Linked DNA regions of Mus musculus: region 1 is linked to region 2. The links are chromatin contacts, called in public HiChIP or PLAC-seq maps. All regions are on one chromosome and are shown on one strand. The core of a region is the stretch at or near the end of the contact, and the rest is flanking DNA. Distances in the headings are between cores, read along the strand shown.

Region 1 (5,625 bases), core at 516-3,015, 230 kb before region 2:
AGCAAGTGGTCTTAGCCAGGGCCCCTCATAAACCACCTCACTCTAGATAAGTTCCTTAGATGCAAACAGAACACTAAGATATTTCAAAGCCTTTTAGCAATGTAACTTCAAAGGCCACCAAAATACTCCCAGGTGTACAACTGTCCTTTCTTTCATAAGTGTGCATGGATGTCTGTACCAAGACAATGCTGAGGCTGGCATGACGGCTCAGCAGGTGACTGTCCCCACTGCCCAGCCTGGTGTCCTGAGCTCAATCCCCAGGGCCCCATACAGTAGAAAGGGAGAACCAGCTCCCACAATATGTCCTCTGACCTCCACACACAAGTATAAATGGATGCACACACACACACACACACACACACACACACGTGTATATACATGTGCACAATAAATAAATGTAAACATTTAAAAACCTTTTCCTCAGTAAACTGAGCTTTGCTTCAGACTGCCTCATTTTCTGTGGGGAACAAGAGAATCCAGCTGCCCCTGACCAGAGGTTAGGGTGTGAAGTGGGTGCCCCAGGGAGGGCCTGGCAGAGGCTGGGTCTTTCCCCGTCTCCTGGATGCTGAGCTGGAAGTGCTGGCAGTTTGGGGTGGGATATGCTGTGGACTGCTTTCTGTCCAGGACAGAAACACTTCTCAGTGCTTTTGGACGCTTTTCCTCTTGCTTGTAGATGACTACAGAGGGACAGGGAGATGGCGCTGTGGGCTGAGGGCGCAGAGCCAAAAGGACAAAAGAGCCTGGGTCCTACCTCAGTATGAAGAAAACTGCAGCAAATCTAGAATACACCTCATGGAACTGTGTTTCCTGTGTACAGTGGAACATTACCCATCCAGTAAAAAAGATGGGCTCTGTGGGAAAAGGTGCCAGGCCTGAGGACCCAAGCTATCCTTTGACCTCCAAGACCTGTGTGTGTTGGCAGACAGAGAGAGCCAGAAGCGCACACGCGCGCGTGTGCACACACACACACACACACACACACACGGTCACTTGCACACGAACAGGATGGAACGCAGGTCTTTATGTTTACCCAGCAAGCACTTTATCAACTGAGCCATCCCCAGCTCCTTCCGTCCCTATTTTTTCTCAATTGTCCCCACTGGAAACCCAGCCTCAGTTTCCTTCTCAGGAGGATGGAGAAGGATATAAAAAGTATTCCTCCTGGTATAAGGAGTGAGGCTTACACTTGATTGTTCAGGAAAAGTGCTGATCAGACCCAGGGAGCGGCCAAATGGGACTTTTCTCATTCTCTGAGCAAAGCTGACTGTGATTGGCTGTTATCATTCTCTTTTTCTGAGTAAAGCTGCCTGTGATTGGCTCTGACAAGTTTCCAGCCCAGAGGAAGGAGGCCAGATGAGGACCCCAGCTGCTAGCCAAAAAGCAGCCCAGGAAATGACAGCACATTCCCATGATCCTTAGCTGTCCCAGGAGAGCTCCGGCCTGGTTCCATCCTGACCTCAGACTAACTTTCCAAACTGCAGCTCTGCGTAGAGATTCACTTGCCCTGGATCTTGGCGTCCCAGTGGGGGCCCAGAATCAGGAGGGATTCATAGTACATTCGGGCCACCCACTTCTTTCAGGTCTGATTCTTGTACCCGAACCGGGGTAAGGTGCAACTGGATAGACTGTCCCTGGTCCCTGCAGGCCCCACCCCCACCACACATTAATTAAAATGTGAATCACAGCTGAGTCACTAAAGAGAGGGGGAAAAAAGGTCAATGAGCCAGTCTGGCTCCCCCTCCTTCCAGCTCTAAGGCATGAGTCAGCAAAGTACAGATCAGAAAATGGGGAAGAGAAGGGAGAGAGGTGTGCGGCTCTGCCTGAGAAGCGTCGTCAGCGAGAGCTGCTTTAGTTCTTGGGTTAGCAAAAAATAGTTTCCTAGCCCCTCCCTCAAGGTCTGTTAGCCAGCCCTGTGCTGAGCACAGCGATTCTCATGTCTGCCCAGCTTTTCCGAGGAGCTTTGGCACTTTGGGTCTTGCCCACTTCAAGGATGGCAGGCTCTTTATTAAGGCACCCCTAAGAAGCAGATGTCAACTCTCATCTCCCTACTCCATACCATCCCCAAAGCCCATTAGTCTCTTTAGATTTCTGTGTGATAGCCCTGTTCTGTAGCGAGCAACAGGAAGTGACCACCACTAGGTGGGAAGAATATTCCGGAAGTGCTGATCTCGGGGGTGGGGGTGGGGGTGGGGCTTCATGACACGGTACCCAAGCTGGGACTGGTGGTACAGGCCTATAGTCTGAGCTACTCCTACTTGAGAATTGGAGGCAGGAGGATCACAAATTCAAAGGCTGACTGAGCAAAGTTCAAGGCCAACCTCGGATGACTTAGTAAAATTCTGTTTTAAGGTAAAAAGTAAACAGGAATGGGGGTTGGGGGTGGACACACATGGTACCCGTCAACAGCCAGTGCAGAGGGACAACAGTCCAATAGGTCCTGCTTCACCCTGTCCCTGGGAAGGTAGAAAGACATACCCTACTGAGAGCTGAGTCTCAGACGACCACATACTCAAGACATGCATTAAGTGTGTGTGTGTGTGTGTGTGTGTGTGTGTGTGTGTGTGTGTGTGTGTGTGTGTGTATGCGCATGTGCATGTGCACATACACACATCAGGACACCTTGCAGGAGTTGATTCTCTCTTCCTACCATTTATATCCCAGAAGTGAACTCAGGTCATTAGGTTTAGCAGCAAGCACCTTAACCCACTGAGCCATCTTGCTGGGCTGGAGCTGGGCTTTTCCCTTGTGACATTTTTCACTTCTGCTGGTTGAAGTGGCAGAGGTGGAGCCCGTGCACACAAAGGGCTCAAGCGAAGACACAGTGGCAGCCTGGCACTCCCTGCTGCAGGGGGATGGAAAGGAACCCCACGTCTGTGGTACAGCTGGACCCACAGGAGCCTGCCCCTGCCCACAACCACCACTAAGTTCTCTCTTCTCCCCTCCTGCCTGATGAATGCAGTTCTTAGTCCCAAGCTTCAAGCCACATTTTGGAGGAGGTGCAGCCTCCATCCGAGGGACCCTGCATGGCTGTGTGGAGCCACACCCCACTTCACCTCATCGTACCCATCACCAATCACATTTTAGAAGGTGATTTCTTTTCTTTCTTTCTTTCTTTCTTTCTTTCTTTCTTTCTTTCTTTCTTTCTTTCTTTCTTTCTTTCTTTTTCTTTCTCTCTCTCTCTCTCTCTGTCTCTCTCTCTCTCTCTCTCTTTCTTCTTCTTCCTCTTCTTCTTTTTTTTTTTGTTTGTTTTTTGAGACAGGGTTTCTCTGTATAGCCCTGGCTGTCCTGGAACTCACTTTGTAGACCAGGCTGGCTTCGAACTCAGAAATCTGCCTGCCTCTGCCTCCCGAGTGCTGGGATTAAAGGAGTGCACCACCACGCCCGGCGGAAGGTGATTTCTGAGGGACTAGGGGCATGGCTCAGTGGGTGAAGGTGCCTGCTGCCAAATCTGATGACCTGAGTTCCATCCCTGGAAGGAACCCACATGGTAGAAAGAGGAGACTGACAGAGACAAAGCATACTCTGACTGCATGTGTACCATGTGCATCATGACATAGGCACACGTGAGTGTATACACACACACACACACACACACACACACACACACACACACACACACACACCACACAGTGATGTAATTTAAAAACTTGTAACAAATGTGATTTCTGGGCTGGGGAGATGGCTCAGTGGGTTAAAAGGTCTTTCTTGCAAGCATCGGAACCTAAGTTTGGGTCCCCAGCACCCTGTGAAAAGCCACAGTAGTGATGTGGGTCTGTAAGTCCAGCACTCATGAGACACAGACAAATGAATGTCCGAGCTTGCTGTCCAGCCGGCCCTAGCTAGGTGAGTAACAGATGCTTTAAGAGACCCTGTCTTAACAAACAAGGAGAGAGGGATCTAAGAAGACGCCCTTTGTCAATGCCTGGCTGGTACACACAGAGAACACACATGTAATAAAACTGAAGTTGGTTTCTAAGGCTGGGAGTGTGGCTCGGTGGCAGAGAGCCTGCTAGCCTAGGTGAGGCCCTGGATCCCATGCACAGCCAGACAGGAAAAACCCACAGCTCTCTCGTGCACGGTGCGAAGCCTGGTGACTGGAATTTAGACTCTGAGACCCACATGGCAGAAGGAGAGACCCCAACTCTTACCAAGTTGTCCTTCCACCTCCATGTGGGCCACCCCCACGTGCGGAGAGATCTTTGGCTGTACCTGTCCATGTGGCTAGTTTTAGCCAGCACATTCTCAAAGGTCCTTGATAAGGTTTTTAAATGGACAGTGATGTACCTGCTGAGAGCCCTTTTTCCCTTCTGACCAGACAACGCAACCATTCCCTCAGTGAGACCTGCCCTGAGATGTCTCTGGGATTCTTTTATCCACTCATCCCACAATCTGGCCATTGAGCTGGGGGAGCCTCCTTTCTGATGGAGGGAAGATGGGCTTGGTCTGGGATCTCACCGAGCAGAAGCGCCAATCTGCATGTTGGCAGCAGGAGAGGTGGTAAAACCTCCAGGAGGTGGGGGGCCCTGGTGGGAGGAGGCGTGGGCACCAGGAACTGTGCAATACTGACCTCCCCCCCCAGCCTCCTCCTTCCTTCTCTCTTCTTCCTAGTGGCTATGAGGGACCTGGTCATGCTCCACCTTCCATGATCTCCTGTCTTACCAGAAACTTCCAAAACTGTGAACTTCAATAAACTTTTCTTCTTCGTACCTTGGTTATCTGGGGTATTTTGTGACTCGGATAGAAGGCTAATGTATTCGGTAAATATGCGAGCCAGAAGCAAACTCTGTTACTATGGTGATGTGTCAGAGTACCACATGTATGACCGATGTATGAGCAGTGAGGCTGGAGCACACCAGTGTCAGAGGATTAAGAAGTTACTAGGCCTAAGGAAGCCCATTCTTACTAAGAACTGAGTTCCGGGCTTGTGTAAGCTAGGTACGTGCTCTACCATTGAGTTACACCCCAGCTTCTCCCTCTGATTCTGAGTCGGCTTCATGTACCCCAGGCTACCCTGAAACTCATGATCTTCCTGCCTCTGCCTCCTCACAATGACCGTGCTCCCACAGGGTAGCCTGACACCCAGGATGTTGGCCTTGGACTCTCAATCCTGTTCCAGCCTCCCAAGCTACTGAGATTACAGGCGTGCACTACCACCCCTGCCCTGCCTCTGCCTCCTGAGTCTCCGAGTTACAGATTTGTGCAGACAAAACTAGCTCCCAGTCAGTCGTTTTGATACTTAGTATTTTAAGACAGGATTTCATTAGCTCCCAATACTTTCAATCCTCCTGCTTCAGCCTCCCTACTAACTGTAGCTCCATCTTTTCCTTTCTCCTTCCTCCCCAGGCACTGAGATATAATTGAAGTCCCTCACACTCAAGGCAGGCTTTGTTGCTGAACCCCACCCCAGCCAGGTAGGAATATTTAAGTAGTATCAACACCCTCATGGGACCAATCCCATCGTATGCAAACCTCATCACTGGCTGAAATGTTGTGAGGTGACTCATTATGGTCAATGCTGATTTGTACTCAGTGCTTCTCTTCTGGAATGTTCTGGAACATTCTGAGCTTTACACATTCGCACCCATTTTAATGCTCACAAAAAGTCTGACAAAATGAGGGCTTTTA
Region 2 (5,991 bases), core at 3,051-5,550:
CTATATAATGAGATCCTTTCTGAAAAAGTAAGACTAGCAAACAAAACCCAAGTCACGCAAAATTAAAAGCCCTACTTTCCTTACGTTGCTTCTGCCAGACACAAGTTACTAAGATCCATGCTAGATGCTTCCATGCGGTCTCTGAGGAAGCTGGCCACCATAGTCTCGTTTTAGATTTAATCATGCGTATCTGTGTCTTTGTGTGGGCATGTGTGCATATGTGTAGATGCTGTGAGAAAGCAGGGGTGTCGGATCCCCATGAGAGCTGGGGCTACTGGCAGGTGTGAGCCCCTGGTGCTGGCAAGCATATCTTGACCTCTCTCAGTCCCTTGGTGTGTTTTGAAACAAGGACACATAGTAGCTGTAGTCTGGACTGAAATGCACTGACCTCAAAGTCCTGTATTGAGGATGTGGTTCTGTGTGCAGCAACATTCAGGGCGGGGGTCAGGACAGTGTCTGGGCCACAGAGCTTGGCCCCCATCAATAGAACAACCCATATGCTGATTCAGAGCAGACTGAGCAACAGAAGGGGAACATGAGGAGGTGGTGCTGCCATTTAAAGGGGCAGAAAATGGTTTAATTTCTTTGCCAATTAAATAATTAAAAGGCAACAAGAAGTTTTGCAAAGCCAAATTTTCTTCAAAATGAGGCTGGTGAGAAAGGTGGACTCTTGATGTCAGGCAGGCACCATCATCCCAGCTCGCTTCCAGTTTTAGAGGCAGCGCTGATGGAGTGTGACCCGCTCACACGGACCAACCTCCCCTTCTAAGCTTTATTTCGTTTTTAAGTATTTCTAATTTATTTTGACTTATGTACATCTGTCTGTGTCTGTGTGAGTTTATGTCACCACAAGTGTACAGGTGTCCACAGAGGCCAGAAGGTGTTAAATCCCTTGGAACTAGAGTTATGGTCAGTTGGGAGCTGCCTAATATGGGTTCTGGAAGCTGAATCAGGCCCTCTGCAAGAGCGCTAAGTGCACATGACCACTGAGCCATCTGTCTTAGCCAAAGGTTCTATTGCTGTGATAAACACCGTGACTGTCTGAGTTACAGTTACTCTTGTTGTGATAAAACACCAGAACCAAACGCAACTTGGGGAGGAAAGGGTTATTTGGCTTACACTTGCACATCATTAGTTCATTATCAAAGGAAGTGAGGACAGAAACTCAAAACAGGGCTGCGACCTAATTTGCATGCCAAACCAGAGGCTGGCATGGATGATGCTCGCCAAATCTCCCTCTCTTGTAACTCTGCCTTTACACAAGCAGATTCCTAGTGGGCTGCTGTCTCAGCCTCAGATACTTTTCTCACTACACACAGCAGCAGCAGGGAACCCTGGCATGCACTCTTAGATGGAAACTTTTTTCCTGGATACTTAACTATTCTCAGGGAATCCCAAAACTCATAAGGTGGACCCCACTCACCAAGCAGGCATTACCACCCTGTGCTGTGGGAACTGACAACATGAGTGCTTTATGCTATGGTTAAGGGAAAGTGTTTCACTGCAGAGATGAGAGGATGAGAAGGGCAGAAAGAAAAATAGACTGGACCTGACCATGAGAGAAGCAGGAGCAGAGCAGAGAGACTGTAAGGGCCCATGATTCACCAAAGAATGATATCCAGGACTCAAATAGTACGTAAACGCAAAGACTGTTTTATTCTGTAGAAGTCTAGCATGCTGGGGTCTCCCATTACCAAGACAGAGAGACAACCAAGTGAGCTCTCAGGTCTGATTTAAAGCACATTAGGGAATTTTGGGGTAGGTGACCTCCATGTTAATCTGTTGGGTCCGTCTCTACTGACATTCCATTACCAGGGTGTGAGGGCTGGAAACTTGTTGAGGAAGTCTGGAAACTGCTGCTGACCCATTGTCCTTGCCTCAGGCCAGGCCAGGTGGCAGGGCAGCTTCTGAGGCCTGGACTTGCCTGGAATTGGCCAGTTCTTGGAGACAGAGATTTAGGCCTACTCTCCTTAACTGCTAATTTGAAGCCTGCCATGGAGTCAGATTGTCTCAAGACAGAGATAGAAACCCACACAGAGAGAAAGAAAGAGGTGGGGGAGAGAGACGGGGGAGAGAGGGAGACTGGGAGTATAGCTGAAATAGCAATATTATAAGGAGAAAGACTGGCTAGGGGTGGGGAAGCCTGTGAGCTGGGGAGAGTTTAGGGTTGGGGAAGAGATGATAAGGGCCAGGGTGGACACGTGTAACAGGCACTTGTGGTACTCAGGGAGCCTGGAGGCCAGCATGTACTTTGGTGTGGTAATAGGCACCACAAACAGTCATTTGTGCCTCTGACTTTTGGAATTTGGGGAAATGGACTTTTTCTGGACCTGACCACACAAAGACTGTCATCCTGGGATTCCTCCCACGGACGCTCCAACTCCTGATAGCTCAGCCTTAGTTGCTCACACCCATAACAAGAACCCTGCTACTGCTGCTACAGCATAAAGTACACTAACACCCTACAGGAAAGGCCGGCTTATCGGCTTTTCGGAAATGCCTCCTCTGATGCTCCCCTCAGGAGGGTTAGCTTCATGCATGCCTGGCTAACTCACTCCTCCCAAGTCATCTCTGAATTCGCGGTTCCCCCTCTCTCACTGCCACAGACTTTTTCCTGGGAGGATACAGCACACAGACATCTACTCATCCTTGAAAGAGAACCCACACAGACCAAAGTAACCATTGCACTGAAGTCTGATGTCCTACAAACGACATCCTACCAGGGTTATAAACAGGAGTGTGTGTCAGGGTTGCTTATAAGAAGGGTTGACTCAAAAGCAGGCCCTAGAGTCTCTGCTCACACTGTGAGTCCCCTCGCCCTGTCATTGACTCTTTATATAAAGCTGAGCTCAGGGGCCTTCAAGAATCTTCCATGTTACTAACCTTTTATTTTTTAATAGACCTGGCAGAAATGAAGATATCTAGAGAGACTCGTCCCCACATCTCTCAATCTATCAGACCATAAAATAATGAACTCCAAAGAAATGGGAATTTCCCCAGGAATCTCATGGTGGGCAAAAGAAAGGGCGCCAGCCAGAGGGGGAAGAGAAAGTCTTCTGGAAAGAGATTTCACCCAGTTCTAGGTTTTGCAGACCAACTTACAGGATGAGACTGAAGCCCAGACAATGGTGGGTCAATGGTGGGCGGGACCACACCTTGACCAAGACTGCTTAGATGTGAGATCCTTGTACCTTTAAACCATGATCTCACACCAGAACTTAAGAGTGTCCCTTCCCCGAATCGCTTTCTAAAGTGCCACCATTGAATAAACCTCTTTTTTTCTGCTTTCTACTTTTTTGGTGGGGGTGGGGGGGCAGATTTTTTTCGAGTCAGGGTTTCTCTCTGTAGCCCTGGCTGTCCTGGAACTCACTCTGTAGATTCAGAGATCCACCTGCCTCTGCCTCTCTAGTGCTGCGATTAAAGGCGTGTGCCACCGTCCCCCGGCTTTGCTTTGTACTTTTTGTTTTGGGTTTTTGTTTTGTTTTGTTTTTTGAGACAGGGTTTCTCTGTATAGCCCTGACTGTCCTGGAACTCACTTTGTAGATCAGGCTGGCCTCGAACTCAGAAATCCACCTGCCTCTGCCTCCCAAGTGCTGGGATTAAAGGCGTGAGCCACCACGTCCGGCATTGCTTTGTACTTTTAAGATTTATTTACCTGAACAGGTGTTTTGGCTGCATATATGTATGCACCACATACTTGCCCAGAGACCTACAAATATCCCTCTGACTCTACTTCCCTCAGTCGTGGCACACTAGCACTCACCCACACACATACATATGTATTTTTTTGAGACAGTGTACTCCTGACAGGCCTTTGATTATGTAGACTACCTGCCTCTGCCTCCAGAGTGTTGGGATTAAAGGTGTTGGCCACCACGTCTGGTCATAAACATAATTTTTTAAAATCCATAAATAAATAGCCTGGGCTGTATTGGTAATCCCACTACTTGGATATCACAAGGCGAGTCAGAAATTCAGAGTCATCTTCAGCAATATAATGAGATGCAGGGTCAAACTGGGATACAAGAAAACCGGTCTCAAACGTCAGTCAAATCAAAGCTTAAAAATGACGAATCAGCTCCTTCGAAAACGCAACCGCCAGGGAGGGCTGGGCGGTGCCAAAGTAGATCTTCCGGGAGGAAGCCATCTCCAATTGGACCACTCCCGGTGGGCGGGGCTTCTAACGGCTAGACAGGCCTGAATTGGTCAGTCTGCAATAGCCTCAGCCAATCAAGATGACGAAAGTGCCTCGCTCCAGCTTGCGCAGGCGCTTTTGGGCCGCAGAGGCGGGCGCTCTGCGGGTTCCTGGCTCCGGGTGTGCTTCCGGGCTGGTGGAGGCGTGACGTCAGGGAGAGGGCAGGTAGGTACGGGGTGAGGACCGGTCCGCGACGGCAACGGGGGTGGCAGGTCCTCAATCCCACCACTGCGTCCTGGCACGGGAGATGCTGTATCTGCGGACGCGAGCGGGTTCCCAGGGCCCAGCCTCCGTTTTAGGCCAATGGCACCTCTAGGCGTCTTCATGCTGAAGATGAGCCCTCCTAGCCTGAATTGAAACATAGTGCTTGGGAACAGTAGCTTGGGGGCCGGCAAGGTGGCTTAGCTGGTAGTGGCGCTTGTGGCCAAACCTGACAACATGAGAGTTCGACCCCTGAGCATGTTGAAAGAATCGATTCTTGTAGGCTGTTCTCTGATCTACATTCTCACTTCGTTGCACACTCTGCCAACACACGCAGAACAAATAAATGTAATTTGTAAGGGGCTGGCGAGGTGGCTCCGCGGTTAAGAACTTGACCTGCTCTCTAGCAGAGGACCAGGGTTCAGTTCCCAGAGCTCACAGCTGCCTGTATCTCCAGAGAATCCAACCCTCTACCCTTTCCGGTCACCTGAACTCACTTCTGCACACACATACACATAACAAAAATATTTTTTATAGTTGTTAGTAAGTAGGAGAAATTTGAAATTGTCACTTTTCTTTGTCCCATGCCTGTTCTTCTCAATACTTAACACCTGTCATGACTCCCAAAGGCAGTCTCAGCGGCTGAATCCTTTAGAAAACTTTTTTTTTTCCCCAAATGGAGAAACTGGGATCCAGGTAGCCCCTGGCCCAGAGTCAGGCAGCTAGGAAGCAGCAGAGAGGAGATTGATGCCCAAGCTGTGGTCTGCTGTGGCATTTGAGGTCAGGAATGACCCTTGGCACAGAAGAGCCCCTGTGCATCCACCTGAGCAGACTGGGTGTAATCTGGCTGTGATACTACCTGTGGTGATTAGCCATTTAAGACTTCAGAAGCTGAGGCTGGAAGATCTGGAGTACTAGGCCAGCCGGGATTACACAGAAAGGCATGTCTCCAAAACAAACATGTTCAACATTGTAAAGCAGACCCCAAGCACATAGCACTTCAAGCTGGGTGTCCACACTACCAGCCCATACACTTTTTCATTATAGCAAACCCCAGAGTCACTCCCGCTCCCATTTCCCTCTGTTTTTAATTTTTGTTTGTTTTGATTTTGCTTTTTGAGACAGGGTCTTCCTGTCTGGTTCTGGCTAGCTTGGAACTTGGCTTTGTGGACCATACTGGTCTCGAACTCAGTGTGTACCCTCCTGGTTCCACACACACACACACACCCCGAATGCTGGGATTAAAGGCATACACCATCACTCCCTGGTCTGTATTCTCTTCTGACAGGCGATGAGCAGGCACTCCACAACAGTCAGACCCAGGTCCGCAGCTGGTAAAGAATGGAGCTTGAATTTAAACTCAGGTAGCTGTGCCTCGCAAACCTGGCTGGGCATTGAAGTACTTGGCCACCAAAGGTATCTGGGTCAGGACGTGTGATGATGACTCAGTAGGTGAAGACACTGACACCAAGCCTGGCTATCTGAGTTCCATCCCCCATGTGGGGGAAGGAGAGAGTTAACTCCTCCTCTGACCTGCACACAATGGCACAGTCACACCTGGACACACACACACACACAATGTTTTGTTTTAATTT

Evidence for each region. HiChIP or PLAC-seq counts read pairs in DNA pulled down with a chosen protein or histone mark.
Region 1: an H3K4me3 HiChIP or PLAC-seq map of embryonic stem cells shows a contact between it and region 2, with 25 read pairs. The contact joins the enhancer-like site here to the promoter of Ccdc130 in region 2. A contact is called at or near these places in 1 of 39 promoter capture datasets (cranial neural crest), 1 of 15 datasets of contacts at CTCF or cohesin (large pre-B cells), 23 of 484 Hi-C or Micro-C datasets (the AML12 cell line, the C2C12 cell line, MC3T3-E1-derived osteoblasts and 10 more), 7 of 115 datasets of contacts at active chromatin or transcription factors (bone marrow-derived macrophages, embryonic fibroblasts, embryonic stem cells and 1 more) and 2 of 9 other capture datasets (macrophages and pancreatic islet).

The regions. Positions count from the first base shown.
Region 1 is chr8:84,497,916-84,503,540 of GRCm38.p6, reverse strand. The region is part of intron 3 of Cacna1a (calcium channel, voltage-dependent, P/Q type, alpha 1A subunit); the gene reads right to left. Among named protein-coding and RNA genes, the nearest start is that of Cacna1a, 85 kb to the right of the region's middle. Within about 2 kb of position 1,765, at least 126 of the 459 cell types and tissues checked have an H3K27ac peak or open chromatin away from gene starts, as enhancers often do. A contact at or near this core is called in the AML12 cell line, the C2C12 cell line, bone marrow-derived macrophages and 7 more, where this site is marked.
Region 2 is chr8:84,268,711-84,274,701 of GRCm38.p6, reverse strand. It overlaps Ccdc130 (coiled-coil domain containing 130), which reads left to right and starts at 4,300. Exons shown (of 10, transcript NM_026350.3): 1 at 4,300-4,360.